Regions from separate parts of the Sus scrofa genome. Here all the other regions are linked to region 2. A link is a contact called in public HiChIP or PLAC-seq data. All regions are on one chromosome and are shown on one strand. Each heading gives the region's core, a stretch centred on a gene start, on an enhancer-like site or on the middle of the called end of the contact. The rest is flanking DNA. Distances are from core to core; before and after follow the strand shown.

Evidence for each region. HiChIP or PLAC-seq counts read pairs in DNA pulled down with a chosen protein or histone mark.
Region 1: a contact with region 2 is called in an H3K27ac HiChIP or PLAC-seq map of alveolar macrophages. The contact joins two enhancer-like sites. A contact is called at or near these places in 1 of 47 Hi-C or Micro-C datasets (epiblast stem cells) and 1 of 2 datasets of contacts at active chromatin or transcription factors (alveolar macrophages).
Region 3: an H3K27ac HiChIP or PLAC-seq map of alveolar macrophages shows a contact between it and region 2. The contact joins two enhancer-like sites. A contact is called at or near these places in 22 of 47 Hi-C or Micro-C datasets (alveolar macrophages, blood, brain and 14 more) and 2 of 2 datasets of contacts at active chromatin or transcription factors (alveolar macrophages and skeletal muscle).

What each region holds. Positions count from the first base shown.
Region 1 is chr15:130,889,151-130,893,457 of Sscrofa11.1, reverse strand. All of the region lies in intron 2 of TRIP12 (E3 ubiquitin-protein ligase TRIP12), which reads left to right. Among named protein-coding and RNA genes, the nearest start is that of FBXO36, 49 kb to the left of the region's middle. Within about 2 kb of position 1,472, at least 1 of the 83 cell types and tissues checked has an H3K27ac peak or open chromatin away from gene starts, as enhancers often do. A contact at or near this core is called in alveolar macrophages, where this site is marked.
Region 2 is chr15:131,154,892-131,159,353 of Sscrofa11.1, reverse strand. No RefSeq gene overlaps it. Among named protein-coding and RNA genes, the nearest start is that of SP140, 68 kb to the left of the region's middle. Within about 2 kb of position 2,938, at least 3 of the 83 cell types and tissues checked have an H3K27ac peak or open chromatin away from gene starts, as enhancers often do. A contact at or near this core is called in alveolar macrophages, where this site is marked.
Region 3 is chr15:130,804,105-130,808,264 of Sscrofa11.1, reverse strand. It overlaps TRIP12 (E3 ubiquitin-protein ligase TRIP12), which reads left to right. Exons shown (of 42, transcript XM_021075059.1): 29 at 1-82; 30 at 687-814; 31 at 2,178-2,329; 32 at 3,009-3,151. Among named protein-coding and RNA genes, the nearest start is that of DNER, 52 kb to the right of the region's middle. Within about 2 kb of position 2,409, at least 2 of the 83 cell types and tissues checked have an H3K27ac peak or open chromatin away from gene starts, as enhancers often do. A contact at or near this core is called in alveolar macrophages, where this site is marked.

The DNA.
Region 1 (4,307 bases), core at 223-2,722, 260 kb after region 2:
TGCCTTTTGAACAATTGCATGTCAATTAATTGCATATAAATTAATTGCATATGTGTTAATTAACCTATTAATCCCCAGGTTATATGTAGACTCTTGTACATGAATGACAGTTTGTGCTTCTAAATCCACAGTGATATTTCAGCACTGTTACCTTTTCTCCACATCAGAAATAATGTAGAATTATTTCAATGTTTTATTATATATTTAAAAAAATGAGCAGAAAACAAATGGTTAATGGACATGGTTAATACTAATGATTAAGATTTATTGGCTTAGGGAGTTCCCGCTGTGGCACAAGGGGATTGGTGGGGTCTTGGGAGCTTTGGGACTCAGGTTTGATCCTCAGCCTGGCACAGGGGAGCTTCATCCAGCTTTGCTGCAGCTACAGCTGCAGCTTAGGTCACAGCTGCGGCTCAGATCTGATCCTTGGCCAGGAACTCCATAAGCCAAGGAGTAGCCAAAAAAGAAAGAAGAAGAAGAAAAAACGCATTGGCTTAAATAACAAAGTTGTAATCAAGCTGGAACTCACATTTGTAGAATGGCAAATCTTTCCCTGAGGTTTATATGCTTTAAGCCAATCAATGATGTGCTCAATTGTGAGGGAAAATAAAATGTAAAAATGTGTTTGGAATGGCAGAAACATGTCAGATAATAGAAAGCATGGTGTACTTAGGGATTTATAGCTTTAATCCCCCTCCTTTTCAGTCACATAGCCCTGTTTCAGCTCTCAGGATGCCAAACTTTTACATGTCTGTAAAAGTAGTATACACATGAGGGCCAATTTGCTTTTTAAAAAATCTGGAATCGTAATAATCCTGTTCCTTAAAAATTGCTTAAAACATGGCTTTTAAAGACTTCATGTTCAATTGTGTGGATATAGCATGATTTTAGTAATAACTTTGAAGGTACAGATTTTTCCTGTTTTCATGTGGATAAGTATAATTATGATCAGAACATAGAAGTTTAGAACTTGAGTCCAAAAAGCCATATCAGTTTGGCTGAGAATGCAAATTAGAAGATATTTATGCATTTGAATTTCATTTTACCATTTTAGACAGCGTGATTCTTTTGTTCATGATGCAATCTCCAAACTGGAAGGGACTTTTTCATCAATCCCCCGGTTGCCTCTGGAAGCCCCAGTAGAGTGTGTGCTGTACTAACAATTATGTTACCTCCAAAAAACCTGTAGTGATGTGGGGGTGAGAGGATTGGGGCTCACTGGGAGAGAGCAATTACAGCTGTATTTTCATTTTTTTAATCTGACACCTTTTGCTTAGTTTTCCTAAGTAAAATGCTGTTATTGTAAGCTTTTGTTAAAAAAAAAAAACAAAAACCCAGTCGATTTGGTTCTGTAAATGTATTCCTGGTGATAGAGTGATTCAAATAGTGGCCATAAATTAGAGCGTCTGCTACACCAGCACTGGTGAAGCAATTGTATATATGTATTCTTTCAAGTGAGACTCTCGGACACTGTTGTCTGGAGTTTGTAGTTCCGGTTTTCTAAGTGTGGCAGCTTGCTCCGCTTCACACAGCTGGTAAGTGGAGTCAGGACTTGCTCCTTGACCTCTTCACGCTACAGTCAGTAATTCTTTTTATTACGCCAGACTGTTTCTCCTGCACAAACCACTTGATCCAAATGATGAAGGACCTGAGAGGGTATGAAGTACTTAAAATTGAAGAGTATTATTCAGTTTAGAATTGAAGAAGCAGTTTTTCCCCTCCTTGGATTTTTTAATCCATTCATATTTGATTCACTGTTTCCTTCCAAACTTGGGCCTTGTTTGTGCAGGTCCTTTTCCCAAATCAAGATTTTAAAAAAGCTGGATCTTTGAGAAGTATTTAATTTCTCCTGTTCATTCCCTCTCCTCTTTTTCACCCATTCTTCATCTCTGTCCATAATGGAACTAGACATTTTCCTTCTCTTCTTTTGTTTTTCTTTTTTTTTTTCTTCCGTAATTTTTTGTGCTGTCATTGGCCTGTTGCTCTCTTTTCTGTTCTCTTTTTCCTCTTTAGGAAATCACTCTCACCTCCACTGCTTGTCTGTGGGCTTGCTCTCAGGGATACCACCTAACCTTTCCCACTTCTAGCACAGGTACTTGCAGGCCCCCCTCCCTCTGCCATGCAGTAGCATCTTCATATGTCATGTGCTTTTTTCATGTTTTTCTCAAATGTCAGTAGTGGGGTTGAATTCAGTTTTATAGCAGCTTTTATTAAGATTGCTCTAGTGAAAGTTTCTTCATTATTGTTATAAAACCACAGCATGTTGAGAATAGAAAATTGGGATGCTTCAGGAAAATTAAGAATTAAGGCAAATTTGGATTTCCCATTGTGGCTCAGAGGAAACAAATCTGACTAGGATCCATGAGGTTGCAGGTTGGATCCCTGGCCTCCATCAGTGGGTTACAGATCCGGCGTTGCCTTGAACTGTGGTATATAGGCAGATGCGGCCTTGGATCTGGCATGGCTGTGGCTGTGGCCAGCGGCTGTGGTTCTGATTAGACCCCAGCCTGGGAAAACCTCCATATGCCGCCTCCAGATGCGTCCCTAAAAAGCACACACACACAAAAAGAATTAAGGTAAATTTAACTCAGCCGCCTAGAGGTAATGATGGTTAGTATTTCTGCTTTAGGTTTCTATTCCATGACTTTATATGTAAGCCTGTGATTTAAGTTTGGGTTTCTAGTTTCTTCCCCCAGTTTTCTTCTGTAAAGCGTGTTGCTGTGCCTACCACATTTGAAAGTGATTCTGATTTTATCAAGTCAGATTCCTGAAGTGGGTTCATAGCACCCAGGATATGAATATTTTGAAGATTTTTTAAAAATTGCTAAATTGTCTTTCAGAAAGATTTTGCCTTTTTTTTTGCTTTTGATTAAAACAATTTATTCTCCTGCTAATACTTGCTGAAAATGCCCTTTTTTCCAAATCCTGCTTAATATATAGTATACTATTTTTAATAAAAACTGGTGGGAAGAAAGGAATCATTTGATTAAAGTTGCCATTTCTTTGGTTTCTATAGAGTTGAAGATCTTTGCCACATGTTGGTGGCCATTTTTATGCATTTTGTGAATGTTAGTATCCGTTGTCTATTTTAATTTTGGAGATGATTGTTTTTTTACTAGACCCCTTCATGGAAGCTGACATGGGCAAATATTTTTCGAGTTTTATTACTCGTTATGGTTTGTTTTAATTTATAGAAGATTTTATTTTATTTATTTATTTTTTGTCTTTTCGCCTTTTCTAGGGCCACTCCTGCGGCATATAGAGGTTCCCAGGCTAGGGGTCGAATCGGAGCTATAGCCGCTGGCCTATGCCAGAGCCACAGGAACGCAGGATCCGAGCTGTGTCTTCAACCTACACCGCAGCTCACAGCAACGCCGGATCCTTAATCCACTGAGCAAGGCCAGGGATTGAACCCACAACCTCATGGTTCCTAGTCAGATTCGTTAACCACTGAGCCACAACGGGAACTCCAGAGGAATTTAAATTTAGATAGGCAACTCTCTTAGTTCTTTGCTTCTTTTCTTCTTTTGTTGCCTTCTCCATCCCCAGGATAAAATTTTCTTCTCAGTTCTGTTATTTTTCAACGTTTTACTGTATTTTTTTTTTTTTTTTTTTTTTTTTTGGTTTTTAAGGGCCACATTCGAGGCACACGGAGATCGCCATGCTAGGGGTCCAGTCGGAGCTTCAGCTGCCAGCCTATGCCACAGCCAGATCCGAGCTGTCTCTGTGATCTATACCACTGCTCACAGCTGTGCTGGATCCTTAACCCACTGATCGAGGCCAGGGATTGAACCCACAGCCTCATGGTTCCCGGTTGGATTCGTTGTGACACAATGGGAACTCCCCAGAGCTTGTTGTTTTTTTAATGGTGTGAGGAAATGCTTGAATCCAATTTCTACCCCACCTCCTCACCCTCATTAAAAAAATTTGTCTGCCAACTTTTAATAATTTATTAATGATGGAAACCTCAATTACGAGATCTAGAGGTTATAACTTTCTGTTAACATTTTTGAAGCAGAGATTTTATTTTTTTTCAGCTAGCATTAATTATACAGAAAGAAATAGATTGTGTTTTAAGAAGTATTTCAAAGGGCTGGGATACAGAAAAAAGAAAATAAGTATCCAGAGGTTTATCCACAGGATTGGTGTATGTTAATATTTTGATTTGTATCTGTCTTTAAAACACAATTGAGGAGTTCCCGTCGTGGCGCAGTGGTTAACGAATCCGACTAGGAACCATGAGGTTGCGGGTTCAGTCCCTGCTCTTGCTCAGTAGGTTAAGGATCCGGCGTTGCTGTGAGCTGTGG
Region 2 (4,462 bases), core at 1,689-4,188:
GGATCGAACCTGCATCCTCATGGATCCTAATCAGGTTCTTTAACCGCTGAGCCAGGAAGGGAGCTCCAGATGTAGCTATTTCTGTATCTGGACCATGACCCTGTTTGTTTATGCAGCCAGTGCTTGAAATCAACATCATCTGTTTCCAGCTTCTCAAAGCAGTTTGCCCTGGACCCTTTAGCCCTGGTTCAGAGCTCTTTCGGGTAGAGCAGATCACAGGGAAGAGGTTTCCTACTGTCTGGATAGACTCAGAAGCCAGCTCTGAGAGGAGCAGTCACCAGGGACTTCTGCAGGTGATGGTACAATGCTGCTCCACCACCAGGGGGCAGTGTGAGCCCTCTCCACAGACACTAGGTGGTAAAACTCCTGTGGGAGCCAAGAACTGGGAAGACCTAGTGAGGGCTTTTAAAGGGGGCAAAGATGCTCTCAGAGGCTCTGGAATTGAGCATCCAGGAACAGGAAAGCCAACCAAGGACGTATGCCAGATCTTCTCCAGATTAGATGAGCTAAGAATAACCAGCTGGACAGCGGTCGTTAGACACACACTTGTGCTTCTGACATTAAATAAGGATTTCCTTGCCACGACGGGAGATGCCTTCTGTTCTTTGCCACACCCTCACAGCTAGCATAATGTAACAACGGAGGTGTGATAGGCATCTTGGTCTGGAAAGAGGGCCGTGCAGGCTAGTTTCTCATTTAAACACGCTGGGATCTGGTGGTAGGGCCACCCTGCCGATAGCCAAGGGCATCCTCAAACCTGGATTCTAGCATCTCATTTTCAAGAATGGCCCACCAGCTGGACTCTCCAGAACGCCGAAGGTCAAGGATCTGGTAAGGAAGCTGCACCAGTAAAGGGTCTTCGGCCCCAATAAAGTATGTTTGACCAGATGGTGCTGGAGAGGAGTCCCCTGCACTTCTGACCACTTCCCATAGAGGGGGTCCATGGACCACTGCTCCAGAATCCTCAGAGAGCTTGTGAGGATGCAGATTCCCAGGTCCCTGGCCCTGGAGGAGAATCTCTGTGATTGAGGCCCAGGAAGTGGTATTTTTAAGAAGTTTTCTTTTTTGGGGGGGGGTGTCCATTTATTTTTATTTTATTTTTCTTAAAGTATGGTTGATTTTGGGAGTTCCCATCATAGCTCAGTGGTTAACGAACCCAACTAGCATTCATGAGGACTGGGAAGGCAGCTATGCACACCACTATACCACCAACGCTACTTCCATGAGGACTCAGGTTCAATCCTTGGCCTTGCTCAGTGGGTTAAGGATCCAGCATTGCCATGAGCTGAGGCGTAGGTTGCAGATGTGGCTCAGGTCCAGAGTTGCTGTGGCTCTCGTCTAGGCCAGTGGCTACAGCTCTAATTCGACCCCGAGCCTGGGAACCTCCATGTGCCGCAGGTGCAGCTCTAAAAATACAATAAATAAATAAATTAATACATACATACATAAATGTAGTTGATTTACAATGTTGTGCCAATTTCTGCTATACACCAAAGTGACCCAGTCATATGTGTGTGTGTGTATATATACATATATATATATTCCTTTTCTTATATTATCTTTCATCATGGTATCCCAAAAGACTGAATATAGTTTCTTACAGTTTTGGGGTTTTTTTTTTTTTTTTTTTTTTTTTTTGCTTTTAAGGGCTGTATCCACAGCATATGGAAATTCCCAGGCTAGGGGTTAGTTCCTTATATTTTTAACAATTAAGTTTGGCATCAATTGCCCTAAGATAAGACTGGCCTTTATCTTTTGACAAAGGAACAAATCTAATGTGCCCGTGGTGCTGGCAGCAGGAGAGCCCGCAACTTAATAACAAAAGCTGGCCTAGCCCTGGGTTTCTGGTTTGGTTGATTACGTGGTTATTCTGTTTAGCTTTAATATTTTGTGGTTTATTTAAGCATTTATTTAAGTATAATCAGTTTTCAGAAACAGTAGTGAGAAAGGAATATGGCCATTTGCAGAAGGAACTATACCAGGAAGAGAAACCCATTGAGAAGAAGGGGGAAAGGGAGAAAAGCAGCCAGTAGGGTGGGAGGGGGACAATATGGGAGAGGAAAAAAGACCATTTTGAGCAGCTGTCAACAGGACTTCAGAAAGATGGGCAAGTAGATCTTTAAGCTGCTTTGCTGTGAGTCAGTCTCAAGAGACTTGAGATGAGGCTTCTCTTGGATGTTGGGCTGGTATTATACCTGATATCACCCCAAGGTGGCTACCAGGCACCTCCGTTATATTTGGGCTACAGGCAGTTGTGAAAAACAAGGGATTCAGAACATCGACAGGTCTTGGGTAGAAAGGCTTTACTGCAGTGGCTTCACAGGGAAGCAAGAAGTAAAGACAGGAGGGGACCCAGAGCTAAGAGCCAGAAGCTCCAAAGAGGCACTGAAGCAGCAACATCTTGACAGAAACACGGGATGCCCACCATGGAGGGACCAGGTGAAGAAGGGAGAGGGCTGGGAGTTGCCCCTGGTATACCACCTCTTCCTTCTTAGTGCTTCAAAGGAGCAAGTTCACTGTCAAGGCTTTTCAGGGGGTGAAGTGGGGGTGGGGAGAAGGTGAGTGGGTGATGATGCAGTTTAGGCTTCAGTTTCTGATCTGAGATACCTAAAATCAAAACGTACTTTACCCTGCAGAATTCATTTCCTACTGACACCTGCTCCTGATCCCCAGGGAGGATTCCTGGTTCTCTTTAGCTGCCAGAATCCTTCAACTTAACTTTCTTCTCTTTAGCCATTTAGCATGGTCTATTTCATTGAAGTCATTTCTCGAGAACTACTAAGCCTGGCTTGGATTTTATTCTGCTAAGAGAACACCTGCCTTCAGCTCTGGAGTATGTCAAGTTTTTTTTCACTGACGGATCATGGAGGGTGCCCAGACCCAAATTAGTCATCCCAAGTTCTCAGAAGGAAAGACATGTCATTGGACCCAACCATGTATGCAAAGTGCCTGGCACACAGGGGTGACTCAGTGAAGCTGAGTCGTTGCCATTCCCCAAGATAAGCAGCAGCTCCTTGCCCTTGACTTGCATGTCCCAGGTCCCACCTCACCATCTGCAGGGCACAACGACCAGTTTCAGTCATGCTGGCCAGACTCCATGGCCCCTGGCCCTGCTGACGTCAGGCAGGGGGCCCCGCGAAGAGAACAGTCACCCCTACCCCAGCCCAGGGGCTCACTAGACACCCAGGGAAGTAGATGATATAGTTCTAAAACTGTATATGCATATAAAGAGAAATAGAAATTTCAGAATTCCCCTTGTGTCTCAGCGGTAACGAAGGAGACTAGTATTCGTGAGGACTCGGGTTCAATCCCTGGCCTTGCTCAGTGGGGTAAGGATCTAGTGTTGCCATGAGCTCTGATGTAGGTCACAGACAAGGCTCAGATCCCGTGTTGCTGTGGCTGTGGTGTAGGCCAGTGGCTACAGCTCCGATTCAAACCCTAGCGTGGGAACTTCCAAATGTTGCAGGTGTGGCCCTAAAAAGACAGATGGATAGATAGCTAAATAAATAAATACATAAATTTCTCCCTCTCTCCACGTGTGCGTACACACACACACACACACACACATACACCAAGTATATACAGTATACTTAAACTTAGGAAATGTGTACAACCTATGTCATAGCTAGAAATGAAATTTCCTTTAAAACTAGCCTTATTTATTTATTTATTTATTTATTGTCTTTCATCCTTTTAGGGCTGCACCCACAGCATGTGGAGGTTCCCAGGCTAGGGGTCGAATCAGAGCTACAGCTGCCTGCCATACCAACACCAGATCCGAGCCGTGTCTGCGACCTACACCACAGCTCACAGCAACGCCGGATCCTTAACCCACTGAGTGAGGCCATGGATTGAACCCGCAACCTCATGGTTCCTAGTCGGATTCGTTAACCACTGAGCCATGATGGGAACTCCTTTTTTTTTTTTTTTAACTAGCTTTTAGCAAATTATGACTAATTAGCTTTTAGCAAATTATGACTAATAAATGGCTGGCCTAGTTTATAGTTAAGTGGTTAACTTTATAGTAAATAGCAGGACATGATAGGATTTGAGCAGGAAACAACTTGATTCTTTTCCCAGGGCCCATTCCAACCCCATTTGTGGATTCAACTTTACCTCCTCTTCGACAAAAACTTGCCTGCGATCTTGGATCCTATGCTTTTGCCTATTGCGCTTTTTAAAATTATATTTATAAATAATATACAAGATAAAATTTACCATAATAACCATTTTAAGTGTACAATTCATCCGTAAGTATATTCACATTGTTGTGAAACAGATTTCCAGAATTTTTCTTCTGAAAATAATTTCATCTGAAAGTCGATACGCATTAAACAACACCCATTTTCTCCTCCTTTCAGACCTTCAGAACCACCATTCTACTTTCTGTTTCCATGAATTCAAGTACTTTGATTATCTCGTATAAATGGATTCAGAGAGCGTTTATCTCTTTGTGACTGAT
Region 3 (4,160 bases), core at 1,160-3,659, 350 kb after region 2:
CTGAAGATGAGAGGGAATCCACGGACGATGAGAGCAATCCTCTAGGAAGAGCTGGTATCTGGACGAAAACTCACACAATCTGGCAAGTCTGAAAATGATTTGGTTTGGTTTTTGACCAGTGGGGATACTGTGTATGTGTTCTGGAATTCCTATTACTGGCTGGCTTGTATAAGGACCCTGAATTTTATCTTTTATTATTAAAAGCCAGTTGAAATGTTGCGTCGTGTGAGTGTATCTTGCTTCTTCGTTAAGTCTACGTAATGTTTGTGCAATGAATGACCGTGATTTGCGTCTGCCTTTTCAGTAGCTTCATTTCAAGTCCTTAAATAAGACAAACTGTCTCCCTAATAAGGTGGTGTTCCTTTTGATCATAGGAAGTCTGGCATCTCTAAAGCCCTTAGAGGCATTTGGGTGCAGCTTCTTGCATTGGTTTAATTTAGAGAGAGCGATCCTTCTCCGGGCCACCCCCTGGCTTTTCTCAGATGGCCTCTCTTAGGGTCATGGTCTCTAGGTGGTCTCTTCTAGCAAACTGTACCATCGGTAATTCTCCAAATCCACAGCTAGAGTGAGCGAGGATGGGCCTTAGAGAACTGTTCTGGCAACTCTGTGGTGGCTGTGGCTGTGCCCTGGAGAATAGTTTGCAGCTTTGATGTCTGCTTTTGACTGACATATCTCTATGACTTTAGGTACAAACCTGTGAGAGAGGATGAAGAAAGTAATAAAGACTGTGTTGGTGGTAAAAGAGGAAGAGCCCAAACAGCTCCAACAAAAACGTCCCCTAGAAATGCAAAAAAGCATGATGAGCTATGGAATGGTAAGCTGAGCTCCAGCTGTAAGCTGATCTCCAGCGGGGAGAGCAGGCTGCCCTGGGGCAGTGTTCTTGCTGTGTTCAAACTTTTAAAGGCAGGGGTTTGTACCTAGTAGTGAAATCTTTTAATATAATTTATAAAAATAATAAGTTACTACAAACCTCTGGTTGTTTTTAATTGAACCCTTGACTTTAATGTCCAGAAATTGAAACATTAATTATCTGCAAAATTAAACTTAGAAAGGAAATTGGGGAAAACGTATGTTCTTTCCATGAAGAACCTGTATTTTCATAAAAGCTAAAACCTAGAACATATTCACTAAAGAAGAGACCGGACATTAGCAGGTTGGCCTTGAAGTTTTACTATTACCAATTACAGTAGAATGAGCTGACAATTCTAGATGAAATAAAAAGTTTTGCCAGTAATATCATGATTACGGAAAGTAGTAGCACCTCCCAGTTGACTTACCTTCCTTTGTAGTATTTCCTTGCAGTATAATCTTGCTCATTTCCTGCCCCCTCTTTTTTATGTGATGGTAACAGTGCCTTAACATTAAGCTGCCCTCCTTGGGGACCAGTCCCTATCAGAGATTTTCAAACACTGGTGGTGGTGATGAAATCTCCCCTAGTCCACAGAAATGAGGGCAGTGTAGCAATTTTGCTTTTCACAAAGCTAAGTTCTATATAAAAGAGTCTTTATTTTGAGATATTTGTTTCTGTTATGGAAAATTACCCTTTTACTTGGTGATAGTCGTATGATTTTTAACTTCTTTGCTTGGTAAAAGTAAATGATGACAGTAGCAACCCCCCACCCCCTTTTTTTTAAAGCTCTTACTTTGTGAAATATAAGAACAAAGGAATCGGAGATCCTACTTGCAGACTGTCACAGTCTATCATATCCTAAGCCTTGGATTAAATAACCAGATCTTTTTTTTTGTTTTGTTTTGTTTTTAAGCAGACTTACAACTTTAGGTTCTTTTTCTGTCTTATATGCCCATTTTAAGCTAGATGTCAAAAACCCAGGAAATTTCTGTATAACAGTGAACTTAAATTTAAACATTTTGTCTTTATTCTTCTCTGGCCCTTTTATTATTAGCTCTTTTCTGGTATAAAGGAGAAATGCGCAGGAGTCCGTTTTTCTCCTTTACAGTGTATAGGCATGGGGAGGAAGTGACGTTTTCACAAGCCTGGATGCTTTATCCGTATGTGAGTTGGGGCGTGTTGAAGCTTTCAGTACTCTAGTAGGACACCAAGCATTAAATCTTAACCCCTTGTGGTTGCTATTTGAGGCGTGCTGGGTGCCACCGGCTCCACTGGCTTTGCCTTTCTCATGTTGATCAACACTTAACCTTGACCGTTTGCCCTCTAGACGGAGTGTGCCCATCAGTATCAAATCCTCTAGAAGTTTACCTCATCCCCGCGCCACCTGAAAATATCACTTTTGAAGACCCGTCATTAGACGTGATTCTTCTTCTAAGAGTGTTACATGCCATCAGTCGATACTGGTACTACTTGTATGATGTGAGTAACGCTGACCTGGTGTGGTGTTCGCTATACGTTGTCTCATCGTTTTCTGTCCAGCGCGTGATCCGTTTCCTGTTGGCCTAGAAACAGAAGCAGTGACTCAGCTGAGCAGTGGGGATCCCGCCCCAGTGACATCCCGAGGCGTGTACTCATCGCCGGGAACTGCTCCCCCACTTGTTTTTCTGGCCTTTTTTCCTCGATTAGTTCTCTAGGCAGACTTGTAAGATACTAATGTGCTCTAGCTGTAATTTAGAAAAGGAAGCTATAGCATGCAAATTGAACATGAGTTTATTATAGTTAAAAAATCTTGAGGTGTATTTAACTAGAAGTTAATTTATTCCCGGTGTATGTTAACTAGCTCAGGGGAAAGTTGAATGCTGCCTTTGGTGCTTCGTGCTGTCGGGAAGGATGAAGGCGTGGCCTTGGGGGCCACACGAGTTGCTCCGTCGAGTTCGTACCCTGGCGTGGGGGGGGGTCGGGTGTTTGAGCCTTGCCTTGTGACGTGGCCTTTGGGGCGGCTGTATGAGAACCTGCAGGTCGGAAACCAGCGGGGAGGTCTGGGTGCCCTGCGTACTTATTTGGGAACGAAGGAAGAGACAGTGAATATAATCCTGCTGTTTTACCACATAATAGACCTTTTTCTTTTTCTTTTTTTTTTTTTTTAAACATTTTACAGAATGCCATGTGCAAGGAGATTATCCCAACTAGTGAATTTATTAACAGTAAGTTGACAGCAAAAGCAAATAGGCAACTTCAAGATCCTTTAGTAATCATGACAGGAAACATCCCAACGTGGCTCACTGAACTGGGAAAAACCTGGTAAGACATCTGCTTCCGTAACGGTGGCCTCGGGAGAGTTGTCACTGTGTTGGTTTTTATATATTTTGTTACAGAAACGTAGTGTTTACTGAACCCATGTGTTTAGTTACCATGGTCATTTTTGATCACAGCTTGCTTAATAGTGTAACTTAGGCATCCAGGTCGACTGAGGTGAGCAGGGCCGGTACTAGGTGTGCCTGATGACGCGTGTCTGTAAACATGAGATAGGAAGGTGCACGAGGACGTTTGTCTGGGGAGATTGAGTCCTCTTCCATCAGAAAGTTGGACTCCAGGCATTTCCATCGTGGCGCACCGGAAACGAATCTGACTAGTATCCTGGAGGATGCGTGTTCAATCCCGGGCCTCGCTCAGTGGGTTAAGGATCTGGCATTGCTGTGGGCTGTGGTGTAGGTCACAGACGTGGCTCGGATCCCGCATTGCTGTGGTGTAGGCCGGCGGCTGTAGCTCCGACTTGACCCCTAGCCTGGGAACTTCCATATGCTATGGGTGCGGCCCCAAAAAGCCAAAAAAAAAAAAAAAAACCCAAACCAAAAAAAGGACTCCAGTGGTGGAGTTGGTTGATTCTCTGAGCCTTTTTGGGGCCAGACCTACATTCTCAGAGACTGTAGAACTGTACTCATGAATACAGTAGCCACAGGGCACGCGTGGCTGTATTCTACTTTTAGATGAATTAAAATGAAAGACGATTAGAAATTGGGTTTTTAGTCACACTACCCACATCCTCACGGGCTACCTGATCAGACAGAATAGGTATTTAATGTTTGGATCAAAGAGGAAGTGCCCTCGGCGGCTCTGTGTCAAGAACTGCCGAACCAAGAATGCCAACATCGCGAGGCAGCAGGGCCTGTGTTACTGCAGAGTTTATTCTTAAAAAGTAAGCAGCTGCCCTTTGGCAGTTTTGAATGACTTAATAGACACCAAAACTAAGAGGAAAGTCATGAAATTGGTAATACCATTGCATGTGTGTATGTGGAACGGGGTGGGTTGG